2 separate regions of the Hordeum vulgare genome follow, and region 2 is linked to region 1. A link is a contact called in public Hi-C data. All regions are on one chromosome and are shown on one strand. The core of a region is the stretch at or near the end of the contact, and the rest is flanking DNA. Distances in the headings are between cores, read along the strand shown.

Region 1 (4,395 bases), core at 840-3,339:
CATGTCTTTGGCCATATCATATCACAACATACCCTGCAAAAACAAGTTAGACGTCCTCTAATTTGTTGTTGCATGTTTTACATGGCTGCTATGGGTATCTAGCAAGAACGCTTCTTACCTACTGCAAGGACCGCCTTTGTTAAATCCGATTCAACTAAAGTAGGAGAGACAGACACCCGCTGTCGGGGATGTGTAACCCGACTTGAAATATGACCCACCAAGGACTTGGCGACTCACCGGGATTCAATAGTGACCTGGCGGGCGACTCATACTTGACTCCACAGGCGATTTAGATAAATGACGAAGGACCAAGGCCCGGCGTGCACCCTGGCATAAGGCGGCTCATAGAGAGGCCAAGAGGGCCGACTCATAGAGAAGGCTCAAGAAGAGGAAAGACTCCCACAAGAAGGAAACAAGACCCGGATTAGGATTCAAGAGAGACTAGTCCTATTCCTACTCCTAGTAGGACTCTACATGTAAACCTACCCCTTCCACCTATAAAAGAAGGGGTAAGGCGCCCCAAGAGGGACAAGATTCACAACTTAGGTCTAGACAAGACAAATCATAAGATAGATAGATTAGACACCCACGAGATTAGAGGTGGCGAGTCTGCACCCTTGTAAACGAGATCATCATCTTCATCAATGAAACACAAGCAGGACGTAGGATTTTAGCTCAATCTGAGGGGCTGAACCTCGGTAAATCCGCGTCTCTCGATTCCGACCAACCCCTCTCAAGCCGCCACATAGCTGCGATGTCCTCACACCTAAGTTCTCTCAGAGGACATCTGCCGTGACAAAACCACGACAGTTGACGCCCACCGTGGGGCTGATCGCATGGTGGAATTGTGTTCTTGAAGGGATCTATCTTAGGGATCGAGAATCTCATGAGTAAACAGACAAAGAAGAATCGACAAAGAACAACCACCGAGGACAACCTAGGATGGGAAACTCATCGTTCGTTGATCTAAATCGGCGGTTCAAAGGAAACTCATGTGCACCGCCACTGCCTCAACTCAAGGACGTATCCAAGATCGTTCAAAGGATCATGCCGCAGAAACCAACATGAGTACGAGAGGAATTTCACAATGCGATGGGCGCAGGAGGTGCGGTCATTTTCTGTCAACAATAGTGGTGAGTTCATCATCACATCCGATTTGGCGACTCAAACATCTGGATTTCCTTCAACCTGTGCGTGGAGTTCTCCATCGTGTGTGGTTATGTACGGCTCCAACCCGGAAGCGAACGTGGACGCAGACACACAGCTCTCCCCCGCCTCTGTTGTCGTAGCTCATCAAGCCGGTGTGCCGCCACAGCAGCGGCCTCCGCCCTCGATTCGCTCTAAGAAGTCCCTCCGTTGTGGCCTTACCTCACCTCAACAGACGCAACCTCACCTTAAGGCGGCCTCGCCTCGCCATGGTCGATCCACCATGATGGAGGGAGCCGGCTACAATTTCCAGTAGATTGACGCCAACGTGGACTCGGTGTTTCCCCGCTGGCTCATTACTTCACCTCCGTCCATCCGCGTCGCCTAAGAGCAGTCTCATCCGGTGGAACTATTGTTTGTTGTTGGAGATAAGAAATAAGTGTGGCTAACAAAATGGACACCACAAGTGTGGCAAGATTTGGCAAAAAATTGAGTGTATGACATGTGGACCATATAACTAGAAAAATATGGCAAGCCACAAGTGTGTCAATGAACCAAACACATGCCTAAGGTATTGTGGCATGACTAAGGTTAGGCGTGGCAACCTTAGGTTGGGAACCAAACAGCCCCATGATGTGTGGATCAAGAAGCTTCACCCACGTGAGGTCTCCAGGACTACCTGATAAGGCGTCACATCAAAAGGAGTACAATGCATGCGAGAGAACACAAAAATCAATACAGACTACACAACGGCTCCGCTTGCTTCGCCAAAGCCGGCCATAACGTGGACTCAGATTCACCTTGTTCTGCAACCACGGCCCCGTCTGAGCAGGACTCGTACCCCTGCTGCGTCATGGCCCGCACGCGGGCATCATTAGCACTGCATCTTTTGCACCCCGCCAGCGCTCGCTATGATGACGCCGCGCTTCACCTGCACCTCCCCTTGCCCATGCGGAGCCACCGTCGTGGTGTCGCCTCGCCCCTATCATCGCCACCGTGGGCTCCGCCTCTATTGTGCCTCCCGTGCGAATCACCATGGCCCGCCGTCAGCGCCTCCTTGTTGCTCCGTTTTCTGAGCTGTTGCCGCTGTTGAGCCGTCGTCGCCTCGCCCTACTGCTAAGCTGCTGTCAGCTCACCCCGGCTACCTTCGCCCGTTGCTGAGCCGCTCCCTGTTGACGCCTCCACCGAGGGCTTCGCCCCACGTTTGCGTTTCCTCCACCTCCCTCAACGCCGACGTCTTCGGTAAACGATATCTCCGGCAAAGTTGATTGTGCTGAACAGTTAATTTGGTTGTCCCATGCTGCCGACTAGGGAGAACAGGGCAACCATGTCACCGATCGTGGTGGGCCTGCCGAAAGAACCTGGCCCCGTGAGCCTACAACTTTGATCCACATTTGGATAATCTTGTCACGTGGCTGCCGCCGGCGTACACGAACTACTGGTGTTCTGACTTAAGTATGGGGAATTGGATGGCGACGTGGAGAGGCACCAACATCCACCCACGGATCATTATTATTCCCTCCAAATCAGGTGCTATCCGTTTCCATCTTTTCTTTTTAAGCACCTGTTAATTGCTTTGAGAACAATTACTCTCGCCTGTAATATTTTGTTACACATGACAATTATTCATTACAAAAGCGGCATCATACTTTGAGTACGAAGCTCGTGTCAATCAATGCCGCGGCCAACTCTCATATCCGCGCGACCAAGACGACTTACAATGACGCGGTCAACTTTCACTTCTGCACGACTAAGACAGCTTACCATGCATCGCCTTCGCGGTCCAAACAACATCAACCCGCCGGTGTTGTATACACCATTACAAGCCTCCCAACAAACGCACCTGAGCCGCCGCCTCCGCTGCGTGGTTCATATCAAATATGTCAGAATATTTTCTAACGTTCATCCGTGAAAAACACATCAGGTGCTATTCATCTTATCTACTTTTTAGTACATATTATTTGTCCAGGAGAAATTACTTTGGGCTGCAATATTTTTCTGCAGGGGAATTCCTCATTAAAAAGGTGGCTTTATATCTTGGAGATGGAGCGGGTACCAACATCTTTCTTCGCCGGCTTATGCGATAGAAAAATATGAGATTCTCAAGTCGCCTCCTTGAGTCGACTTAAGACTCGGAGGCTACACAGACATGGCTCGCCAGATCTAACCAGGCGGAATAAATTCAAGAACACCGGGTCATTGCAGGCAAGATAACCCGATCCCGGGGGCAACTGCCTCATTGGCAGGCATTTTAAAGTCGCCCAAGAGGACGAGTCGCCACGATGCACCGTTCAAACATGGGTGCCCTGCTTCATTGGCGGGCATTTTAAAGTCGCTCAAGAGGACGAGTCGCCACGATGCGCCGTACAAACATGGGTGTTGTTTTTTATTAGCAGGTATTTTAAAGTCGCCCAAGAGGACGAGTCGCCACGATGCGCAGTTCAAACATGGGTGCCCGACTTAATGGCAAGAATTCATGGTTAAACCTGCATGTCTGCATGATGATACTCCGAACCCCCTGTACTCCGTTTCATGATAAGTCAATCCAGTTGGACGCTGAACTTATGCGTGTTAAAACATCGATTGGTCGGCAGTGCGGGCTTACAGAAAGTGAGGACACTCCATTTGCAAATAAGTCGCCTTCTTGGTCAAACCTGCCTGTCTGCATGATGCTACTCCGAACCCCGTGTACTCCCGATATGTCAATCCAGTTGGGCCCTGAACTATCCAGGTTAAAACATCGATTGGTCGTGAGTGTCGGCTTACAGAAAGCGAGGATATTCCATGGGCTATTAAGCCGCCTTCTTTGAAACTTGGTTAAACCTGCCTGTCTGCATGGTGCTACTTCGAACCCTGTGTACTCTCGATAAGTCATCCATTTGGCCCTGACTTCCAGGTTAAAACATCGATAGGTCGTGAGTACCGGCTTACAGAGAGCGAGGATAAACCAGTGGTTATCAAGCTAGTTTGACTGAAGTAAGATTCAATTCTCATAAACCAGTACTATTTTGTCATATACATGCATCATCTTGCATTGCATCATGCATCATACATACATATCATGCCGGTCTTCAAACCGGGTCAAAGCTTAAATTCTTGCAGGTGCAAATAAATCTTTGAATAGCCAATTTGGCTGGATTTTCATCATGGTTTATCATAACCAGTGTTAAATGATTGGGGTTTTTAAGCCAGCTCGGAAGAATTGACTATTGTCAAAGAACCGCCCCATCACATATAATGCCGAGTCAT
Region 2 (4,274 bases), core at 1,065-3,564, 150 kb before region 1:
CTGCAGGTATCACTTTATAATCAAGGCACACACACCTGTCTTCTCTTCTCGAGAGGATGAAATCAATCTGGCTAGAGTGTTGACCACTACTAAAAGTAACTAGATGTGATTCTATCTTCTTAAAGAGGGTGTTAGCTACGATCATGTCGTAGGCTAGAGCAAAGCTTAACACATCTTCTCCTTCTTGATTCCTGATGCCATAGACATAGCCAAAGCCCCCATGCACTCCTTCAAAACCGGTGTTAGATGTGCCCACGTGGCCATTGAGGTCTTCTCCCATGAAGAGCCTCTCGCCAATCGGTACACTCCTAACCATGTCCTCCAGGCCTTCCCAGAACTCTCTTTGGTGTTCTCATTGTGGCCTAAATGCGGGGGATACGAGTTGATAACAATGAGAATTAAGTCCACAACTATCAGCTTGACTAGGAGAATCCAGTCCTCACGTCTCTTGACATCTACCACTCCATACTTGAGGGTCTTGTTGATCAACATGCCTACTCCATTTTTGTTTGCAGCCGTCCCCGTGTACAACGGCTTGAAGCCGGTACCCTCCACCTCCTCGCCTTTTGTCCCCTCCATTTGGTTTCTTGGATGCAAAGGATATCAACACCTCTCCTCATCGCTATATCAGCTAGCTCCCGAAGCTTACCTGTCAGGGACCCTACGTTCCAGCTAGCTAAGTGGCTTCTCCTTGGCTCGCTTCCTTACCCTTCGCACTCGTCGAGTAAAATGCAAAGACCCTTGCTCATTTTCCACTACACCCGTGCGTCGATGTAGTGCACCACTAAGGATGCGATGATCCGATCCTTGCTCACTTGCCATCATATCCAGATCAAGATACAGTGCGCCGCCAGGGGATGACGGCCAGACCCTTGTCCATTTGACACCACACCCGGGTTTCGATGTGGCGCGTCGCTGAGAGGGTTATGCCCCAATGAAAATCTTTTGGGTTTCATCTCCATAAGAGCGGCTAAGTTTTGACGTTGGCTCGTCAAGCCTATCACAACCCTCCTCCTTTACCCGGGCTTGGGACCGGCTATGTTGAGACAACATAGTCAATATTGTCTTGATCCCTCTAATATATTCTCTGATTCGGTCATGTCATGCGCTTATTTCAACATAAACTGAATATTATTCATTATTGTATAATCTATTAATTTTGTATGAAGAAAACATGATGCATGACTGTCTGTATAATGATGCCCACCAGTCAAACATAGTAGGTGCTCCAGATTTTACTCACTGAATTGCATCTTTTAATTTGTGATGATAAACAATTGGACCCTCATTAGTATTCGTATGCTATCTTTGCAGTTGGTACACCACTAAAGTGTTGTTGCTTTTGCCATTTAAATTTGACTACATAGAACTAGGATCCTACTGCATGGAATTTCTGGATCAAATCAAAACTACCTTTCTGCAATTAACTTACTTTATTTACATGCTTTGATGCTAGTTACCGGGATTCCATCACTCATGTTTTCTTTCGCATTATGGAATAATAGCTACATCAGATCTTATATGTTGAAATTTTACAGGTTTGGGAGGTTCGACCAAAGGCGAAATTTAACAAAGGCGATGCACTGGATCATTTATACCGGTATCTGCTTCAGCATCTCCAGGTGGAAAGCTCGCAGGTTCTAGCAATTCACATCGGAGATGATACTACTGACGAGAACGCTTTCTCGGTAAGATACTGAAAAGATCATCTAAATTGCTCTCATTTCTTAAAGTTCTGGTACTAAGAATTTATCCTACAATCAGATGCTCCGTGAGAAGGGGTATGGATTTGGGATACGCGTCCAGACGGAGCCCAAGCTCACTGAAGCCACTTACTCACTTAAAGATCCTTACGAGGTGATGGGGTTTCTTAAGAAGCTAGTGAAATGGAAAAAGCTTCTGTCAGGAAACAGGTCCAAATGCAATCGTATATGTTTCCACTAAAATACTTCTGTACCAACCTCTGATTCTTCACCACAGCAAACTGCAAGCTTCTGATTCTCCTCCGGTGATGTGCATCTGTAACAGCACATATGTGTAAACTTCATACAATAATAATAAATTAAGTCGTGAGATAACAGAATAACATACCCATACTTCATTAAGCCCTGTGCATCAGAGAGAAGATAGCAGCCGCATCGCCTGCCACCCGACGACGACGGCCCCGCCTCCCAACGCGTGCGCGCCGCACTTGGCCTCCTTCCGCGGTATTGGTTCATCGCGCGGCTTGGGTGGTGGGTGGGGTGCTGGTGGGGGCATTTGACGGATCCGACGCGGCGGAGAGGATACGCTATTCTATGCTATGGCGACGGGGACGGCATGGGCAAAATACAAATCTGATCCTTAGTCGCAAAAGAATCACAAATTGGGACTGCTCAGCTCACATTGTGTATCACCTTAGCCGTAGCGTCACCGTACCTGGCCAAACGGGCCGGGCCGGCCTGCCCCGTCGTAATCGTGTCAGGCACGACATGTCACGACTGGGCTCGATTATTAGCCGGGTCGTGCCGTGCCGGCCCGCGTGTCAGCCTCCCAGGCCCAAGCACGACACGTGGCCTAATCGGACCGGCTCGCGGCACGCTAAGGCACGGCCCGCGACATGTTTACTGTTTTTTCCCTCTGGCCCTCTCTCGCACAGATCCCGCCCAGATCCCGCCCCTTTCCCGCCCTTTCCCCGTTTCCCAATTCCCGCCCGCAGCCCCCGCTCCCACCCATGTGCCGTGCCGACGCCCCTTTCCCGCCCTTTCCCCGTTTGCCAATTCCCGCCTGCAGCCCCCGCTCCCACCCACGTGACGTGTCGACGCCCCTTTCCCGCCCGATGCCCGCACGACCACTCCCCCCGCTTCGTCGCTGCCTAATCGTGTCAGGTCATGCCAGCATGCGGGCTCAGGGTGGCAGCCCGGGCACGGCCCACGGCATACTCATGCCTGGCCCGGCCCGTGTCGTGCCTGGCCTGTGGGCAGTCGGGTCGGCCCGTTTGGCTAGGTTTGGGCGTCACATCCCCGACCACGCTGGCACCTAAGCCTCAGGTGTTGCACTTATGGCAGTGTGGTGTCGAGCGCTTAGGCGCCACACCCCCACTTATCCAACCGCGGGTCGGCCCTCTCCCCCACCCCCTTCCTCATTCACCTCCATCACCAAAGAGAGTTCTCCTTCGAATTCCCCTCTCCCCCTTTCTCAAACCCCTCTTCAAATCAAGCAGATCTGAAGGTTTGGTCCGGACATTTCGTCTCCAATCCCTTCCTTAACGTAATCTCACCCGATCCCCTCCCCCTCATACAAAAAATCTCATTTTCTCACTTTTCTGCAAATGTGAGGAAACCCTAGTTCTTCATGAAATTTGGGATGTGTATGATATTGTTGCACTTGTTTGTATGTTATGATAAGGGGTATGATGGGGTTAGGACTAGGGTTGTTTGGATGTTAGTATTATGGTTGTGTTGGGGCTAGGATTGTGGTTGTTTGGATGTTATGTTGTGTTGTTTAGGGATGTGAGTAACATGTGTTTATGTTCATCACGTAGACAAGGATGCCTTTAAGACAATATTGATCCGGACCCGGATGAGCTTGACATGGTGTTTTGTTGTTGTCCTAGCTATGCCGAGTTGTTGGAACAAGTCTGAAAGAATTTGAATTGGATGGACCCATGTGATGTTGTTGAGTTTGATGGTAGGCATAATATGGGATTTTGAATGAACATTCGTTGGAAGACCATGCGTGTCAACTCCGAGCAACGTCGGCTTACATACAAGGAGACAGTGGCCGAATCACTAGACAAGGCTCTAGAGTTATTTGCCATAAAAAAGATGATCCAAACTTGCACTTGGATTTGAACCGGGTTGCCTCTCCGATTGTTGATGCTAGTCCTCCACGGATCAACAAAGAGGCCAACATTAAACCCCTTGTGACACAACAATCGAGGACAATATTGACCCAGAATTCGGAGATCCAACATGAACCATTCCTAGAAGAGAATAGTGTGCATGATGATGATGAGAATGATGATCTTGTTCTCCATGGCAACAACCTTGGTGATTTGGACAAATATAATTTACAAGAGACAATGGACCATTCAATTCCGTACTCACGTGGCTATGCATCGGAGTCGGACGATGACGGTCCCGATGAAGAAGTTGATGAGGAAGGGTTCACGACAAAGGAGGCTGAAGCTTTCACGAAGGTATTAGGGCGGGATCATCGGACACCATTATTCGAGGATCTTAGTCTTGCGGATGAAGCCGTGGTTGATGGAGGCGAAGGCATATTGTTTGGAG

The links. Hi-C and Micro-C count contacts between places; a contact is called where the count stands out from the background.
Region 2: a Hi-C map of leaf shows a contact between it and region 1, with 6 times the contacts expected there. The contact joins two enhancer-like sites. A contact is called at or near these places in 3 of 6 Hi-C or Micro-C datasets (leaf and seedling).

What each region holds. Positions count from the first base shown.
Region 1 is chr5H:442,624,240-442,628,634 of MorexV3_pseudomolecules_assembly, reverse strand. No RefSeq gene overlaps it. Among protein-coding and RNA genes, the nearest start is that of LOC123398514, 12 kb to the right of the region's middle. Within about 2 kb of position 2,089, at least 3 of the 3 cell types and tissues checked have open chromatin away from gene starts, as enhancers often do. A contact at or near this core is called in leaf and seedling, where this site is marked.
Region 2 is chr5H:442,777,536-442,781,809 of MorexV3_pseudomolecules_assembly, reverse strand. No RefSeq gene overlaps it. Among protein-coding and RNA genes, the nearest start is that of LOC123398050, 32 kb to the left of the region's middle. Within about 2 kb of position 2,314, at least 3 of the 3 cell types and tissues checked have open chromatin away from gene starts, as enhancers often do. A contact at or near this core is called in leaf and seedling, where this site is marked.